Linked DNA regions of Drosophila melanogaster: region 1 is linked to region 2. A link is a contact called in public Hi-C data. All regions are on one chromosome and are shown on one strand. The core of a region is the stretch at or near the end of the contact, and the rest is flanking DNA. Distances in the headings are between cores, read along the strand shown. Region 1 holds the start of CG17928. Region 2 holds the start of BuGZ (Bub3 interacting GLEBS and Zinc finger domain protein).

Region 1 (4,985 bases), core at 1,640-4,139, 48 kb before region 2:
ATAGGCACCACAATCAGGTGGATGTCCTTGTGCGTCACCTTGGGCTTCAGCATGGACACCACGGTCACATTGTGTCCAGCTTTGACCAGTGCCTTGGCCACCGACATGTGGATTATCAGATGCGACGGACTGTGACTGCTGAAGAGCCCCAAAATGTTAGCTCCCTGGGTGGAGGCAACCACGCCGAGAAGCAACAAAAACACGAAGTGAACTCCGATCATTTGATTAGTTTTTGGTATGACCTGTCCGGCCACTGTCGAAATAGAAACTAAAGAGAAATGGGCAAGCGGAAACCTATTTATGGGTGAAAAAACTGGTGCCAGTCATTGGATTTGCTTATCAACTCCCCTCGATTCCGAAAAATACCTTGATGAGAGACGGTAACATTTCATTCTCTTGATACTCTTATTTACCTGCTCTTTGATATACAACTCCGCTCTTTTCTAACTTTTTTTCTAACGCGTTTCAAACGTTCAAAATAAAAATTAAATAAATTTTATCAGAGAAATATATAAAGGTTATTAAAAAATAAAATGAAAGTAATAAAAAAATTTATTTAATTTACATAAACGCAACTTTATTGTATTCCTTTTAAAACAGTTTTCTTTAAAGGTCAATCCATATCCTGATTACTCCGTGGCAGCAGTTTTATAATTAATTTAATTATAAAATCTATTTTCGTTTTTCAATTGCTTTGTCAAGATGAGTCAGCAAAAACCCACTATCAAAATATATTTCGTGTAGTTCACCAATTTTCGTAACACCCACCAAACTCTCACCTCTTAAAATATTAATGTAGTTTTAAGTGATCTGCTTAAGCACCTCATAAGCCGAACTATAAAATATAATTGTAATTATGCGTAACAAACGACTTAAAAAAGCGACAATGATTATAGTGCTCTTAACAAACCTTTGCAAACAAAAAGAGAATCGAAGAAAGCTCTTTTGTTAAGAGCACGTTTTGTTTAGACAGGTAAACAAAATGCTTTATAAAAGAAAACCAATGTCTGTTAAGTCACATTGTATTTAATATATACATTTTTGCATAATTTACCCAATATTATTCTTTATTATAACCTTTTTCCAGAATAACCATTACCCTCCCCAATTATCACTACAATTCCAAAACCCACCTACATCAACTTTTTACTACCCGGCGGAATTGGATTCTTCTCTGTTCTTAGCAATTGCTGATTCTGTCCCTTTATGTGACTCCAGTGATTGATCTCCCGCAGTTCCACGTCGAACTCTTTCATGGTTTTCCTTAACTCAGGATACAGATGCTTTAGCACTCCATGATCCAGTGTGGGAAATAGGTGATGCAAAGCATGCTCACCAAAGTGTGTGAGCACCAGAAGATCCGACCACTTGATGTCTCCGCGATCTATAATCGTGTCCACCTGGTAAAGACCCCAATCGAAGTCCTGTCGCTGGGCATCTCCATCGTGTAGAATACGTGGATCATGGTGGGCAGCAGTGAGACCAACAAGTCCGAAGATAAAGCTCCCAACCGATATAATTATTTCCCAGCTTAAAAGTGCACTCAACAGGCTAACACCAGTGGATAAATATATAAAAATGGGCAGACTGAAGCCAATGAGATCATCCCAGCACAGAACGTTTCTTTTGGTCAGGGAAAGGACCAGGCTAAAATATAATGCAACCTATTAGTACAATACAGAGAAAACTATTTTGGCCACTCACCGTATGAGAAACTGCCCTTGGAACAAGACCACATATACCACGGGGCTGATAACCACTGAGATCAATCGTTGAGGTTTACTGGCATAATGACTATCCGGAATCCAGCATAGGAACGGCTCAAACATGGACATCTCCAGGTCGTGCAGAGAATTAGCATAAACATGGTGTGATAGGGCGTGAGAAATTCGCCAGTTTCGGAAGTTCATCATGGTCAGATTGAAAGTGTACATCCGCCAACTGTCCCGTTGATGAAAATAATTGTGGGTTGAGGTTGCCACCCAGCAAAGTGCCAATCCAGCTAGACCCTTGAAGATCAATGAGTCCAGAACGGTGCCTGCCCAACTGAAGAGGAAGACGGACACCAAGATGCCAAGATGGAGAAACTGCAAGATTATATTGTAGAACAATAAGTATATCATAGGGAACAAGCATATTACGTTCGACGGAACTTTAGTAACTTGTCAAGATCGCAACAATACCTCGGTTTTCTTAGTGGGAGAGTAATCGATCTTTCTCAGCTTTTCACGCACTCTCCGCTTCAGTGTCATATAGAAACCATTCTCTTCAAGAGTGAACTTGTAGTTCCTTGGCCTTGCAGCCTTTCGCACCTCGAATTTGCTTAGCATTCCTCGAGCTCGCTCCTCGATATGATGTGACTCGAAGGGCTCGGTGATATCCGTTCCCCTGGTGCACTCAATCCAAGATGAACCACCCGGATGGCGAGCGGCAAAGTCGCTTAAGTCGTAGAGCGTATCGTTAATTCGCCAAAGACCTTCGGCCTCGTCATCTACATTTTTCCCCTCCAGCCAGCTGAGCAAGAGAAAATGTAAATATGTAGTTTTATTTAATTAATTTGAAATTTATGGGTATATTCGATGCAAACCTTTCACTGGTAATCGGTCGATGCTGGCGATAGCTCGGGTAATTTCTGGATATTCCGGATACTCTCCAGTCACCATCGTCCTTAACATTGGGCGTCATTTTGTGCACTGTTTGTTAATCGATGTACACTGATAAATGGAGTTTATTTTAACCCCAGAAGTACCTTGAACGCTAGTGCTTAATCGTTGCTGATAACTAGCCGTTTGATTCCCAAGTTCATCTTAGTGCCTAACGAAAGAACCGGTCGTTCTGGACACCCCAGATGCAGACTAACCGCAAAGTTTGTTTACGTAGCGCCAACTGAACTTTTATTGGAGCGGCGCTCGGCTTTTGTTTTCGTATCGCACTCGCTCGATCAATTAGTAAAGCTCTGAGAGTATCGCCGATTGAAAGCTTTCCTCTCAGTGGCTCTCACTTCTTATCAGGAAAAAGTAACAGTATGTAAATGAGATTCAAAGCATACTTACATTGAAGGGCGCCAGCATTGCGATCTAGAGTAGTGTGTGCATTGCATTATTTTCCCATAAGTCAGAACTTTGTTTAAAAGAAAAGTATAAGTATAAATACTTACACTTATATTACTTACTTATACTTATACTTATATCCTTAGCTTCATATTAAGTAAGTTGTACAAGGATTACCTATGCTTACCAAGCAAAAGAAAAGTGAACTCAACGTGTAGCCATGCTAATAAACCCTAGTAAATCGCTGAATTTATTCCTATCAAATTATTTTATTTTATTGGAGCTCTTAGAGATAAGACTACCCCCAACAATCTCAAAAGCTGATTGCTTTCGGCTAGACCCACGCCAGCCAAGCGAAGCCTCAAACTGCCGCGATACCATAACATTGTTATGGCCACCGCACTGACCTATTGTCGCCGAAGTCTGCTCGAACCGCCCATGTGGTGCTTAGACATGCCCACTGCTTGAGATTTCACCAAATGAATTAGCGATTAGAACATACTGCTAAAAATATGTGAGAATTAAATAGACGTAATAGTTAAAAGGCGGCAGCTGCGCTGCTCTCCTGATAACACCGGCGCCTTATCAAAATGGAAACGTTTTGTTTGGAAATCTCGATTTTCGGTTTATATAATCAAAAGAGATTTGCGCTACACATAAAATAAACGGACCACTGCCGGTGCCTTTCAGTTAGTCGTTGGAATCCCAGCGGAAAGGTGCTCGGATCGGTAAAGTTTGTGCCACAGACGTCAAGGATCAAAAGGACTCGGCAATATGGTAATCGAGGAGTGGAAAAAGAGTGGCATTGCCACCAAGTTTCCAACATACCGAAATTCGGCCCTAATCACCACACACAGCTGGCAAAAGGGTAAACGGCAGGACGATGGAGCCGAAGGACTGTGGCGCATCAACGATGGCATCTATGACTTCACCTCGTTCATTGACAAGCATCCTGGCGGTCCCTTCTGGATTCGTGAGACCAAGGGCACCGACATCACCGAAGCCTTTGAGGCACATCATCTGACCACGGCTCCCGAAAAGATGATCGCCAAATACAAGGTGAGGGATGCGGCTGAACCCAGAATCTACACACTGACCTTGGAGGAGGGCGGATTCTACAAGACGCTAAAGGAGCGAGTCCGCGAGCAACTAAAGACCATAGACAAGCGGCCGAAAAAGAAGAGTGATGTGAGTGTTAATCTGCAAAAAAAAATACCTTATTGAAAATGGGCGTGCCTTAGATTTCATTTCATATCAGTTAAGTAATTCTTATCAGTTACTTATTGATAGGAAGTTGAACCTGCCGGCTCATAAATAAATTTATTACTAACTAAAAACATCTAATCTTACATTTCACGTGTCGCAGCCCTAATATTATGCCCCCACTTGTATTCGGCGGCCTGTGTGATTATATTATTTAATTATTTGCACGCTGAAACCCTAATTAATATGATAACTTTAAAATTTATCATTATATTTATAATATATTAATATACATTTCTTTTAGCTCATTCACCTGGGTCTCGTTGTGTCGCTCTACCTGTTGGGCATTGCCAGTGCCAAATACAACAGCCTTTTGGCTTTGGTCTTGGCGAGTGTGGCCCTCTGCTGGACGGTGATCGTGTCCCACAACTACTTTCATCGTCGGGACAACTGGCAGATGTACGCCTTTAATCTGGGCATGATGAACTTTGCCGCCTGGCGTGTGTCCCATGCTCTGTCCCACCACATCTATCCGAATTCGTATTTCGATCTGGAACTCTCGATGTTCGAACCCTTGCTGTGCTGGGTGCCCAATCCGCACATCAAGAGCAAGTTGATGCGTTATGTGTCCTGGGTCACGGAGCCGGTGGCCTATGCCCTCGCCTTCTTCATACAAATGGGCACTCGGTGAGTGTGTGATCGAGGCGGTGATCGTAAACAAAGTCTAATCAG
Region 2 (4,723 bases), core at 1,824-4,323:
TGCTGCACCGCCGCCTGTTGTTGTTGTTGCTGCTGCTGCACCGCCGCCTGCTGTTGCACAGCGGCTTGCTGTTGCTGCTGAGCCGCCTGTTGCTGCTGTACTGCCTGCTGCTGTGCTGCCACAGCGTGTGCCACATGCGCGGCTTGCACCTGAGCTTGGACCACGGCCTGGGCTTGCGCTTGGGCCTGCACCTGGGCAGCATGTGCGTGTGCGTGTGCCTGCGCCTGTGCCACGGCAACTAGAGCGGCGTTCTGTAAGAAAATGTTTGGAATCGATTGAATTTATCTCACTTGCCACTGGGAGGGTGTAGTTTCGGGGTCAACCCAAAAAAAATGTATCCTGACTGAGTCAGGTCTCTATGTACCTATCGTGGTAACAAAAAAATTTGCTTAAGGGTTTCAAAAAAACGGGGCTGAACCCCAAATGAAAAAATAGAATTGCAGATTGTAAGCTGCTGAAGTAACAAAAATTGACGAACAAAAATTACTAGATCATATCAAGAATTAAAGTAATCATCTAATTTAAGATTCCCTATTTAAAAATGAGTTTTTAGCCTGCGCTTGATGTAAAAAACGCTTCCTAAGCGTGTATGGAACCGACTACATAGATTTCTAAAACATACTAAGCAAGCTGGCTTCAAACCTGCCCCTATGATCCAATTAAATCAGCCCACCCGCTATAAAGAATTTCACTATTTATCAGTGGGCATGTGAATTGCATTTCAGCTGCTTCCGCTTTACCTTTAAGATACAAAACTAGCACATGTGTTGGCATATCACATTGATGGAGATTACTTTTAGGGCCAAGACAATGCGAAACCTTGCTTTTCCCTTCTATCGAGTTCTCTATGTGTTGAGGTAAAATGTTTTAAATCAAATTAATTAAATTGAAAACCGCCGTTTCATTTGTTTTGTTGCCATTAATTTTTTTTAATTAAAAATTGTACAGACATATATCATACTATATGCTAAAAAAAGTTTTCTTTTCTTTTTAATGTTGTTTCGTATTGTGTGATTCTCGTAATCTGTTTGCTCTCGTACGCTGTGGTCGTCTAAACGTAACTTCCGCTGTCGCAATTTGCGATCTGCGCAGAGTAAATGTATAAAAGTGTCCAGTTTGGAAAAATGGAATTCTGTTAGAATGCTGAATGCATTCTCTTAAAATGCAGTCGAAATTGGGTCAGGTTTTTTTATGTGCAATTACATTTATTCTTTCATTATTTTTCTTTTTTTGGAGGAAATTGTCTTTTTTACACGTCCTCGTTTCAGTCCGTTGTGCTTGTCATTTCCTGTTAATCAGTGGAAGTCGTTTCCGTCACGGTCTGTTTATTTATATTGACTATGGTTTCTATAACTATGATAAGAACTCACTTCCTGGGCCTTCGACATGGCTGCGGAGACGACAATCGAGTTAGCCATGCCACTGCTGCTATTGCTACCCGTGGGCGAGATCCCGGCCAGCGACGGGGGCGGCGGAGTGGTGGGAATCGACGTAGAGGGGCCACCATTGTTGCTGGGACTCTTGCGACTTTGTGGATTCGCCAGTGAAGCCAAAGCGGCCGCCAACCGTGCTTGTATTTTCGGTTGGCGCGCGCGCAATTCTTCCAGACTCAGGTCCTCCTGTGGATGCATAATCTTTGTGGTCACAGCAGCAGCGGAAGTTCCGCTTGCCGCCGGTGGAGCTGGAGGTCGCTGCTGGTGTTGCTGAGCATCTGGCGGACCACTTGGTGGTGCGCTGGATGCGCCACCAGCATGATTGGTGGTAGGCGGAGCACTTATGGTAGCATTACTTTAGCAAAAAGAAGAAATAATTGATTTACGTTAGTTAAAAACAAATTCTTAGGATTAAGCCTAATAATAAGTCATTTGACTTGCTTCACAACTATGTTTAATAGGGGAAAACCATTAAAAATGTGCCAATGTGAACAATTATTTGGAGTAGAAAGTATTTCACCTAAAATACCCCCAAAACTGAATTTACATACGAATCGTTTAAAAAAAAAAGATTATTAACAGGGCTCTACGTCTAACTGCTAGCTTTAGAAAAAAAAATTGGAAGGATTCTTATATGGTCTTCCCCTAACGATGCTAACCTGTACGCTGGAAATGTTGGCTTTTGTTGAGCCATGGCGGCGGCGTGGTGATGATGGGCCGCCGCCGCAGCAGCTGCCGCCGATGTTGTGGCCATGGCGGCTGGAAACAAAGGACGCGGAGGCATCATGTGCGGCATCATGGGCACTGGATACGGAGGCAGTGGCGGCATGTGCTGCATCATGCCCATGCCGTACTGCCCCAGCATGTGCGGTGGCATCATGTTCGGGGGCATCATCATAGGCGGCGGTACACTCATGGCATCTGCAATGAATGTTGTATAGCGATTTTGTATACAATACAGTTTGCTGATCACTTACATTCTACTTTCTTTTTGGCCACCGGTTCATCATCGTCCGAATCAGACTTGCCACCATTCTTCTGACGTTCGTGATCCCTGAGATCCTCGGCGGGAATGCCGTCCATGCCAAAGATTTCGACTTCAATATTTGAGCGATTGGGCAGCGAGTTGGGGACCTTGTCCACCGTTTCCTTGTGCACCTGCATGCAGTGTATGGATAGTCCGGGTCCGGTGTACAACTTCTTGTGGCAGATGTGGCATTTGAAGTGCTTGGCCTTCTGGTGCTGCACAAGGATCTTTTCGTCATCGAACTCACGGTTGCAGTACCTAGTTTTTTGCGTTAAGAGTTAAGGAAAATTCACGGGGATGCGGCGTTGTAGCCAGTATGCATATACATGTGTGTGTGTATCTACCCCCAACCCAATACCATTATATAAATGTGTGTGTATGTGCAGATACAGCGAGCGGCACATGCAGTGAAAAAATATTTATATCTTTGTTTTGCGAAAAGGATACCAGCACCAGGGTTTGGAGGCCTTCTTCTTCTTGCGTCCCATGATCCTAAGGTGGCTTTAAAACACTTAAATGTACAAAATCGATCCGGTAATTGGTAGAAGATAACAATCTGTTGTACTAAAAATTGCTCTGTCGTGGAAAACAAAATGGAGAGCCAGTCAGAGTGACCAGCATATCGATACAAATAAATGAATCTTATCGATATCTTAAACCAATATAATAATTATTATACAAATAAATTGATATGTTCGCCTCAATAGCAAAAGGTAAGAAAATAATTTCACAATGATGACAGTAGAAATAAGAGAACTTTGTTGTCATATTTTTCAAATAACATTAATTCTTACATATGTTTATTCCATTATTATCGATTATGTACCTCAAAAAGCGCGGCCCATAAGATTACTTCACCAGCGCCATCTGCTGGCTAGTAGCGCCTTATTTGGTGTATTTCTAAAAAAATATGCTTTGGTCACTCTTTACCAGCCGGCATTTACCAAAAACAGAATAATGGCAGATAAAAAGGTAAATTAAATAGAATAACTACATTGTGGTGCTTAATCATCAAAATCGTGACTTGTCAGGTGGGTGGCAACAATGACGGTAAGGAGAAGCGCCGCAAGGAGTCCATTCTGGACCTCTCCAAGTACTTGGAGAAACAGATCCGCGTGAAATTCGCGGGCGGCCGCGAGGCATCCGGAATCCTCAAGGGCTACGATGCGCTGCTCAATCTGGTGCTGGACAACACGGTGGAGTATCTGCGCGACTCGGATGAGCCCTACAAACTGACCGAGGAGCAGACCCGCAGCCTGGGACTGGTCGTCTGTCGCGGCACAGCCCTCGTCCTCATTTGTCCGCAAGACGGAGTCGAGAGCATCGCCAATCCGTTTATAACGCAATAGTCCAAGGTTTTGTGGCTGGGATGCGTTCCAGAATGTAGACTAAGTACAAAGCTCTTTTGGAAATCGGTTTAAATATATTTAGCGGAGACATACATACGTATAAATTAGTTCTTAAAATCTAATCAGGCCGCAAAGTACCACGTTTATGAGCCCGCGAAATTGTTTAAGCTTCTCCATAAAATTCAGAGTGTTCCGATTTTAAATTAATGCACTTTATCCTCTTCAGGTATGTTACGAAGTTATCTACGGGTTTGCTTACGGTCAGATTTTGAAAGCTGAATCATCTAAATATGCGTAATCCAATTTATAAATATTAATTTTTCTAAACAATTAAAACCTAAAATTGTATCAATCTTATCCAATTACTTATGGAACGCTCCAAACATTATGGATATATCAAAGCGCCTTGCGCAGAGCCCTATAGTGTCAAGCGGGCTATCACCTTAGTCCAAGCCGAACTCGTTGCGAATCCAGGGATACTGGGCAGGACACTCCATGCAAGTGTAGAAGAATCGATCCTCTTGCAGCACCCGACTACGCACCTTGCACACATTCGGCGTGTTGCAGACCTGCTCGTGGGGATCCAAGTCCTTCGGTTGGCAGTGCCAGGACTCGAATTGGTGCAGCTGGTTGCTGGGCGTGGGATGGCGCATCCACTGAATCGCCTGCTGGTTAGTCACGAAGAACACATCCGGCAGCTTTTGCAGATCGTCGAGGAATTTCTAAATGATCAGGAAGGAATGAAGATCTAGTATTATGGGTAACAATTCGAATATTCACCAGAAATGCATTCAGATAGTCGACTTTCTTGAACCAAGTCGAATGGAAATACAGGCCAAATGGTGCCCTATTGCTGAGGTAGTGCCTCTTGAAGTTGTGCGTGAGCATTCTGTACACATCCTCGCCGCTCAAAT

The links. Hi-C and Micro-C count contacts between places; a contact is called where the count stands out from the background.
Region 1: a contact with region 2 is called in a Hi-C map of the Kc167 cell line, with 2.8 times the contacts expected there. The contact joins the promoter of CG17928 here to the promoter of BuGZ in region 2. A contact is called at or near these places in 1 of 1 datasets of contacts at CTCF or cohesin (the Kc167 cell line), 61 of 107 Hi-C or Micro-C datasets (the Clone 8 cell line, the Kc167 cell line, the PNm cell line and 18 more) and 3 of 6 datasets of contacts at active chromatin or transcription factors (all in the Kc167 cell line).

The regions. Positions count from the first base shown.
Region 1 is chr2L:16,789,472-16,794,456 of dm6, reverse strand. It overlaps CG17928, which reads right to left and starts at 2,889. Exons shown (of 4, transcript NM_135966.4): 1 at 2,588-2,889; 2 at 2,184-2,514; 3 at 1,705-2,087; 4 at 1,013-1,647. The coding sequence starts at 2,685. The coding sequence ends at 1,134. Cyt-b5-r (Cytochrome b5-related) reads left to right here and starts at 3,736. Exons shown (of 3, transcript NM_001273585.1): 1 at 3,736-4,238; 2 at 4,558-4,940. The coding sequence starts at 3,825. It overlaps Ugt37C2 (UDP-glycosyltransferase family 37 member C2), which reads right to left and starts at 246. Exons shown (of 1, transcript NM_001273587.1): 1 at 1-246. The coding sequence starts at 221.
Region 2 is chr2L:16,741,755-16,746,477 of dm6, reverse strand. BuGZ (Bub3 interacting GLEBS and Zinc finger domain protein) reads right to left here and starts at 3,073. Exons shown (of 7, transcript NM_001273584.2): 1 at 2,908-3,073; 2 at 2,411-2,718; 3 at 2,093-2,354; 4 at 1,371-1,788; 5 at 1-251. The coding sequence starts at 2,948. It overlaps ChLD3 (Chitin and LDLR binding deacetylase 3), which reads right to left. Exons shown (of 4, transcript NM_135962.3): 3 at 4,590-4,723; 4 at 3,868-4,531. The coding sequence ends at 4,253. It overlaps LSm7 (Like Sm 7), which reads left to right and starts at 3,378. Exons shown (of 3, transcript NM_001299056.1): 1 at 3,378-3,432; 2 at 3,492-3,852; 3 at 4,036-4,163. The coding sequence starts at 3,418. The coding sequence ends at 3,809.